2 separate regions of the Rattus norvegicus genome follow, and region 1 is linked to region 2. A link is a contact called in public Hi-C data. All regions are on one chromosome and are shown on one strand. Each heading gives the region's core, a stretch centred on a gene start, on an enhancer-like site or on the middle of the called end of the contact. The rest is flanking DNA. Distances are from core to core; before and after follow the strand shown.

The links. A called contact is a pair of places that touch in the nucleus more often than the background predicts.
Region 1: a contact with region 2 is called in a Hi-C map of the A7r5 cell line, with 2.3 times the contacts expected there. The contact joins the enhancer-like site here to the promoter of Hyi in region 2. A contact is called at or near these places in 5 of 12 Hi-C or Micro-C datasets (the A7r5 cell line, Schwann cells, frontal cortex and 2 more).

The regions. Positions count from the first base shown.
Region 1 is chr5:137,370,651-137,375,223 of GRCr8, forward strand. The region is part of intron 19 of Cfap57 (cilia and flagella associated protein 57); the gene reads right to left. Among named protein-coding and RNA genes, the nearest start is that of Tmem125, 24 kb to the left of the region's middle. Within about 2 kb of position 2,196, at least 14 of the 93 cell types and tissues checked have an H3K27ac peak or open chromatin away from gene starts, as enhancers often do. A contact at or near this core is called in the A7r5 cell line and Schwann cells, where this site is marked.
Region 2 is chr5:137,176,725-137,181,487 of GRCr8, forward strand. Hyi (hydroxypyruvate isomerase) reads left to right here and starts at 3,252. Exons shown (of 8, transcript NM_001398840.1): 1 at 3,252-3,483; 2 at 3,558-3,669. The coding sequence starts at 3,285.

The DNA.
Region 1 (4,573 bases), core at 946-3,445, 190 kb after region 2:
GTCTTCACACTTGTGCAACAAGTGCTTCACCTACTGAGCCATTTCCCCAGCCCAAGTCTCTGTTTTCCTAAGTGGCAGTGCCTGTCTCCATGCTCTGTCTATTGGACGGTGCGGTTTAGGACCACATGGGGGCACTGCTGGGTGGGGGTGTCGGGCCAGAGCTTGGAGGACAAGTCCTCAGCTGTGAGGAAGCACCTGGGGAGCCCTGGAGAGAGCAGGGCCTGCTAGAGAGAACCCAGAGACCCCCTCCTCAGAGACTCTCAGTTTAAGCGCAGACCTAGACCTTTAGAGTTTCAGCAGGCCACTACATCTCAACACTGCACACTTTAAAGATCCCCTCCATGTTGGAAGCAGTTCCCTGCCAGTCCCCATTCTCCAGGCCAGGCCCCATGCCTGTTTTTCTGAGCTGGAGGGTTTTCTCCATCTAATGCCTTACTTTTTTAGGCCCTGATGACAGTCATTCATCTTCCTTTCCAGGTGCTGTAGTAAAATTCCCTGCCCGCCTCCCCTGGGTCTTTTCCAGGCCGGCTTTATACCATAGTGCGACTGCTTCAATACAGTTCTTTAATTGGACACTAAGACCTAGGGCATCGCGCTGCATGGGAGGTGCTCAGTAAATATTTGTGGGCTGGATAAGCAGGTGAAGAACGTGGTGGGCACAGAGACCGAGGAGAGGGTCTTTTGAGAGCCACAAAGAACTGGGCATACTTACGGGCCTGGGGGCTTGCTGGGGGTGGGGGCGCTTTTTTTTTAACCTCTCTTAGCTGGCTTTGTTTAGCTTCACTTTTGCCTCATTCAATAAAAGTAGAACACTGGGACAGAGACTAGAGGCTATGGGTGCCCTGTCTAGTCCTCTCAGGTTCCTCTCCTAGGCACATCCAACCATTGTGTCACTGAGTCCCATCAGTTTTGTGTTTCGGCTGTCTGGCAGCCCCTTTCCTCTAGTGGAATGACTCCGGGCAGAGTCCTAGGTTCTCCCTACCCCTCGGCAGCCCACGACCCTGTGACTGAGATTTCAGGCTCCTGGTACCCTGTGGTGTGAGTCCCTGTCTTTGACCCCACTGCCAGTTTTTTGACACCTCCATGATGAGCCCCTCTTTATTCCCCCTTATTATTTTATTTTATGTGTATGGGTGTTTTGCCTGAATACATCTGTGTATCATGGGCATGCTTGGTGCCCGAGGAAGCAGGAACAGGACATTGGATCCCCCGGAACTAGACTTACAGATAGTCGTGAGCTGTGGGTGCTGGGAATTGAACCTGAGTCCTTTGGAAGAGCAGCAAATCCTGTAAGCCACAGAACCGTCTCTCCAGTTCCATGGGACGCCATCTTAATGGAGTGAAACTGAGGCCAGAAATCAAATGGAGCCCAGAACCCTGCACCTGCTCTTGCTCCTTCATTGGCCCTTTACCTCCAATGCCTCCGTTCCTGATAGTTATCTGTGAGCTGACGCTAAAGATGGAAGTCTGTCTTGGCTGTAGTCTCTGGTGTCATTTGAGTCAGAAGCAGAACCTAACCCAGTGAGAGGCAGAGACGACGACGACGGAGGGTGGAGAAGGCTATCTCAGCCAGGAGTCCCGAGGGAGCAAACTGAAAGGAAGGCACCACTGCTGTGCTGATAAAAATGACGCTAAGAATAACCGAGAGGCTCGGCAGCCTCCACACGCTCGGTGTGCGCGCATCACCTCCTTCAGCAGCCTCATGGGGAAAGTTTCTCAGATTCCTGTGGCTGTGAGGACGTTGAGAAAGTGACTAATGGGAGTTTGAGTATGGCTGTGTCCGCCTCCAGACTGGTGCCTTGTTCCTACTTGTCTACTCTCCTCTTTACGTCAGTCTTATTCCAGTGGTTCAGACAGAAGGATGGCCAAAGATACGCCCACAAAGACACAATGAGTTCCCTAAAAATGTTTTCTAGGGGAGCCTAGGTTCTGAGGAACCCAAAGGTCAGAGTGATGTCAACTGCGTGTGACTTTGTAAATTAAATAAATAAAAAAAAAAAGATAGTGAGCTCAACAACTTTCAAGTTTGGAAAATCCCAGAGCAGTCTGCAGACACTGAGGTGTTCATGCGGAGGCTTTGAAACAAGGTAACCAACCAGGGCCGCCTTAGGCCTTTGGAACAGAGAAGTGAAGTCTTGGCTGAACTTTCTGATAGTGATGTCAGGGAAGGGAAGGAAAGGGAAGGGAATGCCCATAGCTCCCCCTACTGGTTTCTCTGAGTCAAAGCCTTTAAGAACCTGATCTGGCCAAGGATGAGGGTTGTGATCTAGGGAGCCTCACATCTGTTAGCAGGATCATCTACCTGTACGGAAAAGCCTGCTGGTTATCTTGCTTCCTTTTCCCACCACACTCCCGTGCCTGACATGGCATCTCAATTCGTCGTTTCTACTCTGATATGCCTTTGGCGTTGTCACATTCCTCTCTCCAAGATCTTTTATTTACCCCTAACCTGACAGGTTTTCCTGTCTCACCTGCTTCTTTGCTCACCAGACTGAATTCTCTGCTAATGGGGTCCATCTTTATGAGACAGTGACAGCTGTGCCCGAGAAGCACTCTGCTCTACACTCAGGATGAACCGCGACCCAAGGCTGCTCCAGCCAGCTCTTGCTGCCTCAGATGCTCTGCAGTAAACTGAGGTCTGTGGGTTCAGGAGCCCCCCACATTCTACGCTTTTTATCAAGCTTTTGCCTCTGCCTAGAAGCAGGGCTCTTCTCCCAGCTGGCCCTCAGCTACCCTCTAGCCACCCTGGGGCCAGACTCCAATGACCCTCACTCCTTTAAGACTTCTAGGAGCATGTTTCCCTCCTCGGGCCCACACCACTGGATAGACATAATGGTGGGCGTCCCTCAGGAGTTCTCTGAGGGTGGCGATACTTTGTATCGATCTTGGAATCCTCTGTGGCGGAGACACAGCTTGTTGTGTAAAAAGACCGTGGAAAATGTGTAGGGAAGGAATAAAGTGTGTATTCTAGGTGTTTGGATTGCACAGCGACTTGGATTTCCATATTTGTATAAGCTGGGGAATGGTGTGGAGAGGCCCTGAGCTCCTATCTGGATATACAAATGAGATGGTGGCCTCATTCTTTTTCCTCAGTTGTTTTCCAGTGAGTTGCTCAGCCGCCAAGCCTGCCCTGGCTTTCCTTAGCCCATATGGGATAAAGTGTTGAGGACCTGGGTGTGTGCATCTGGAGTCAGTAGCGTTCCTCTTTCCCACCCCAGGCCACAGGCCTCCCTGGCCATGAATGATGGACTTTTAGACCCATTTATTTCCACAGTAGCTCTCGACTGATTCCTTTGCTGGGGTAAAGGAAGAGAAATGGCAGTTTTTGAGCCCCAATTCTGTACCAGGACAGTGGCTGCTGTTTGTCTTGGCCAAGCATTGTACCAGTCCCTGGGGCTGGTGTCATTTGTCCCATATTACAGATAAACAGAGCAGTTTCTGGAGGCCCCCAGTCTCCTGGCCAAAGAGCGGCAAAGTGCTGTTGCCTTGGTCTGCACGGACACTGTGTCTGCTCACTTCCCACATCCTGGGTGAGAATACAGCCCCTAGATGGGCTTTGCATGCATAGACCACGCAGCCTCCTGTGACTCTGGCCTGGCCCTCTTGCCTAACCTCAAGATCAAAGAAAACAGTCTTGGCACCTGGAACAGTAGTTCTTTAAAAGAGAACATTCTTTTTAAAGTGTCTTCTGAGCTGGCCATGTGGCTCAGTGATAGAATGTTTACCTGATGTGCGCAGAATTCCTGGATTCAATCTAGCCCTTGGGAACTTTTTGCAAGCCAGTCTTACCTAGAGCCCCTGATGTAATCAGTAAGAAGTCTTTGTGTGCACGTGGGATGGTGCTGGTGGGACCCAGAGCCGTACCCCCAGGTTCCCTTCTTGTTTTCAGATGGTGTCTGGGTCACTTTTCTAGATCCACAGAAGTCACAGCACACAGGTTTCCTTCCTCCTTCCTTTCCTCCCTCCTTCTCTCCCTCCTTTCCTTCCTCTCTTCCTTTCTTTTCAAGGCAGTTTCTTTGCCTTTTGGACTAGTTCTGTAGAACACGCTGGCCTCAAATCTAGAGATCCACCTGCTTCTGCCTCCAGGGTGCTGGGTTTAAAGGTGTACATCACCACGTCCTACTAACACACAGGTTTTAATACTGTTTAAGACAGAAGACTTTCTGCGATCTACCTCACAGGAGCATTGGTTGAATCTGTTCTTCTGCCCCCTCCTACCCAGCATTCTCCAGGAAATGGGGGAGGGAAAGAAATATGGCGTCTGCCCTAGTACCCTCATGCAGGTATCTGCACTTTGCAGCAAACCTCCGGTCTTCTCTTCCTTCTTTCCTGGAACTGACTTTTGCTTTGGACTTCTACTTGTTGTGGAGAGAGGGACCAGCCCCCAGAAGTCCTCAGGCTTATGTGCTGAGGTCCTCCACTTGGCAGTGAGACAAGGTGACAAATACTGCTGTCACCCTGGCCTAGCTTCCTGTGCTTGAAGCCCATGTTTTAGATAGCCCTGGCTCTTAGCAGGGCTGTGTGTGGTTGCTGGTACCAAGGGACCGACCAGTCACATCTGCTCCTCTTTCCC
Region 2 (4,763 bases), core at 2,002-4,501:
ACTCACGAGCGCTCACACTCATGAGCATACATTCCTGCTGACATATACAAATAAATAAGACAAAATTCTTGGCAGAATAAATATGGAAGCACACCGCACATATTTCTTTCAAAATTATGTTTCTGGCATTAAAAAAAAAGTACCGTCACATTAACTGTCGCGCCCACCTCGTCCGGCAAGGAAGACGCAACGCAGTTGGATTCTTCTCAACAGCCTTTACTGCAGGACACCTTCTTTGTTGATACAGGGAGGCGGCGGCAGCCAGCCCTAAGTGTTACAGCTCCAAGTGTTACAGCTTTAAGTGTTACTGCGCCGAGCGGCAAAGCCGCTCGGCTTATATACACAACAGTATGCTAATCTTCTTTCAGGGATTGGTGGGGCACGAGTCACCCCACTGCCATCCCAGCTACTTGTCCTCCAGAGATTGGCGAGGCATGAACTCCCATTTAGCATAGTACCGCCCCAGCCAGACTGATGTCAGGTGCAAAACTCCACGCATGCTCAGTACTGTTGTTAGGAGGGCGCCAGATTCACCTCATTATCATACAGCTGTCGCACCGCTCCCTACAATTAACGTTTTCTTTTTTTTTAAGATTTATTTATTTATTATATATAAGTACACTGTAGCTGTCTTCAGATACACAAGATCTCTTTACAGATGGTTGTGAGCCACCATGTGGTTGCTGGGAATTGAACTCATGACCTCTGGAAGAGCAGTCGGGTGCTCTTAACCGCTGAGCCATCTCTCCAGCCCACATTAACATTTTCAATTCGAGCCAAACTTCACATTGCTCTGGTATAAGTGGGAACTCAATTTCTCATTTGAGCCACTAGTTTTGTCTTCCCCTCTCTGTGTGGCACTGCAATGGTGCTACAGCGCATCCCATATGTCTCTATGGACGCTTGGCCCATTTTAGCCTTTCTCTGGGTAAGCTGTGTTGCCATGAATATCATGAGGTTTACTCCTCCCACACTTGTGCAAATGTTTCTTCAGGGACTACACCTGGATGAAGAACTGCTAGATCGAGGGCATATCAGCTTCGAGAGATCATGCCAAATTGTTTTCCAAAGCGGTTAGGGTGATTTACGTCCGCACTGGCATTGAGGAAGCTCGCCAGTTGTTCTAAATCCTATCGGATATTTGACACTGATTCACTTTTGCTGATCTGGAATGTATCGGATGGATCTCACCGAGGGTTTCACTTGTATGGCACACAGGACCGCAGGAGGTTTCAACACCTCACAGACAGATGCTGTCACGTGACCGGACGAGACTCTGGACTTTATCCTCGAGCTTTAGCTATCATCCATTAACTATTTACAGGTTGTTGACACCATAACGAAACATGCAAACTCCTATGCAAATTCTCTGGGTAAAAGTTAAGATGCCAAGAGTGGAAACGCCATAATAATTTAGTAAGATGCCAGTGTCATAAAGTGCCAGAAACTATAGATGACCAAGTTATGAGTGAAGAAAATACTTTGTAGGCCAGGGTGTAGTTCGGTGAAGAAACATATATCCCATGTACGGGGGTCTGCGTTCGATCTCTAGCATGGAAAAAGGGGGAAATTGTTTTCATGGACATTGTGCTCTGTGTGTATCTATTTTATTGAAAGCCATAAGGGAATAGAGGAATTACGAGTCATCCCCACCTAGTTCATTAAACTCTCCCTGCTGTCATAAGGAATGAGAAGAGGGTGTGGTCACTCTGGGTTAGAACATTTAGTTCCTGATTCAGAACTCGGGAGGTGGTGGTGTGACTAGGATTTAATTATAATTACCTTGGTACAGGTGACAGACTTACAGTGAAGAGCTAATAAAGATGTCTTCCCGTGGGTGTCACTCTGGATTGTGAACCTGTTGATTGATTAACAAGCTAAACTTAGTTAAGAGGCCACAAACTGATCGGACTCTAGCCAAGAGACAGGCTCCAGAACAAGTCAAAGGTCTGAGAGAAAATGCAACTGTAATTGGGCCAGGAATCAGGTGATGGGGAGCTGGTGAGTCTGAGGCAGAGCTGCAAGAGAGGAACCTCTAAGCACATGGCAGCGTAAGGATGGCATGATCCTTACTTATACACCTGGGTGTCTGACTGAGTTGCATTGATGCCCTCTTCTGGCCTCCATTGGTACTGCATGAGTGTGATGCACAGACATACAAGTGGGCAAAACACCCATACACATAAAAGTATTCAAGCCTGTTTCTTCTTTTGGTGTATATTCTATGTTTACAGAAATCTGTGTTTTTGTAAGTGAAAAGAGGTTTGTCCAAATTGTTTCAAGAAACACAGGAGGCTCTACAAGGTGAGATAAGTACTCGACTGTGCCGAGGACAGAGGGGTTTCCGGGTCCCTTTAATTATAAGGTCTCAGTTATACTCTTCTGAGATCTGCCTTTATTTTATCATCTGTCTGCTGTCGGTCTGCCTGTCTGTCTGTCTATCCAACTATCTATCAATCATCTTTTATGGTTTCCACAGACCTAGTCGTGTGACAAAACTAAGCGAATCTTGATTGGCCAGGTAGGCTGCCCTTGAGGTTATCCTCCGTGACCCAATCAGTGGAGGCGTAGACCGCCACGCCCCCAGCTGCTTAGCGCAGTTACCCGGTACAGCAGTTTCTTTTATGGACAAACATCCAGGACTGGCCAGCACTGTGATGGAAATCTTTAAAAAGGGAATCTAAGGAAAAAGGTGCAGAGATGGGGACCCAGAGGTGTTTTAATGTGCTCCAACAGTGCGCGTGCGCGTACACACCATCCACAGCGATATGATAATTATGGGTTGTCTAAGTGTGCAACGCAACAATAAGCAGCGATTGGCATGACTTTGAAGAGTACTGAACATGGGGGAATGCTAATAGGTCGTCATTTGAAAACAGGCTATAAAACTATATATGACACAATCCGAATTTTCTGAGGAAAAAAGAAAAAGCTCGCTTAGTGTTTAGTCTAAGGGAAAACCAATGGGCGGGCGGTGTGAGAGCTGCTGGCATAAAGATCCGAGTGTGGCGGAGGTAGGCCTGTAATCCTACATAGGGAGGTCGGGGCAGGATGGCAGCCGGAGTCCTGGGTCAGCATATGTACGAGACTCGGCCTCAAATAAAGCTATTTGTTCAAAGCTTTCGGACGTTACTTAACGAACAGCTACCTCCTTTTCACCAGGCAATTAGTTCGCAGGTCCACCTCCCTTTATTTGAACTGGGCTGGGCGGCCTCGCTCCGCCCCTCGCTGATGGCCTGGCTTCCTGACCCGAGGCCACGCCCTCGCCACCGCCTTCCGCCGGCATGGCTCCGCTCCGCTTCTCCGCCAATGTCTCTTGGCTGTTCCCGGAGCTCCCCGGGGTCCCCGAGCGGCTGCATGCCGCGGGCCGTGCAGGCTTCGAAGCAGCCGAGGTGGCCTGGCCGTACGCCGAGTCACCCCAGGCGCTGGCGAGTGCGGCGCGGGCCGCGGGACTGCGGCTAGTGCTCATCAACACGCCGCGGGGTGCGCGCCCGGGGCTGGGGAGCGGCAAGGGTTGCGGGGAGCCAGGCCCGCACTGACGCTGGTTCTCTCCACAGGAGACCACGAGAAGGGGGAGATGGGGCTGGGGGCTGTCCCCGGGAGACAGGCAGCCTTCCGAGAGGGGCTGGAGCAGGCTGTGCTGTACGCCAAGGCTCTAGGCTGCCCCAGGTACCCTCCCTCCCTTGCCTCCTGCCCTCCCTTGACCACAGGGCCGGGTGGGAAGAAAGCTGTGAGCAGAGACACTGCTGTGGCCGGGGCCTTTGTAGACTGCTTTTTGTATTTCATCTGTTAGTGTCATTCCGTATGTCACGCTGCTATCATACTCTGATCATACCGGGATCCTGTGCTGGGAGCGGGGGTCTGGTTAGGAAGCTAATAAGGTCGAGAAAGCAGGCGGCCAAGGGTGGAGGTGTGGTAGGGCGGGCACCTAATCCCTACTAGGAGAAAACTGTTTGCAGATAGTGATGCAGGAACTGAATTTGGCCGGCCCACACATTCACTTTATAGGGGGAGGTACACTATTCAGGAAAGGAGGCTGTGGCCCTGCCAAGAGGAGGGTTGTTGTGTCCAGCTGAGTTAATGAGGCTGGAGGTGGTAAATACTGAGTTCCAAGGGATGGATACCTGCTGGCAGCTGGGAAGAGAGACAAGAAGTGGAGAGATGTGGGGAGGAGCCCTTGTCAGTCTCCAGTATGGTTCTAGGAAAACCTCATGGACTGCTGAATCCCATAAACACCAGGAAGCAACAGGTGGCAAGAGACTCATTGCTGGTCTGTGTAGGGGCAGAGCATTTGGGAAGCCAAAGCAGGGTTAAGCAACATGGACTCTCTGAAAGGGCAAAGGTCATAGTCATTTTAAAAGGTGAGCCTCTGGGCTGGAGAGGTGGCTCAGCAGTTAAGGGCACTTGTTGCTCTTGCAGAGGACCTGGATTGGGTTGCCAGTTCCCTCAGCAACTCAACCAGTAACATCCAGTAACAGGGCATCTGATCCCAAGGGCGCCAGGCACACACAGTACACAGGTAAAACACTCATACACAGATACATTTTCACAATCTGGGAAAAAAACTAAAAAGCCTCAAGAATACTCATAGGCTGAGAAGGAAAGAGGGAAGGGAGGGCTAAGAGTATAGGAGTAAGTGCTGGGCGAGGCTCTGGTGGGTTGACTGAAGAGGCATGGTGACTTGCCTTGGGCTGACACGGAAGCTCAGGAGGCTGCCGCATCATGCCCCATTGTCTGGACAGAAGGCCCGGGGAGTCTGGTAT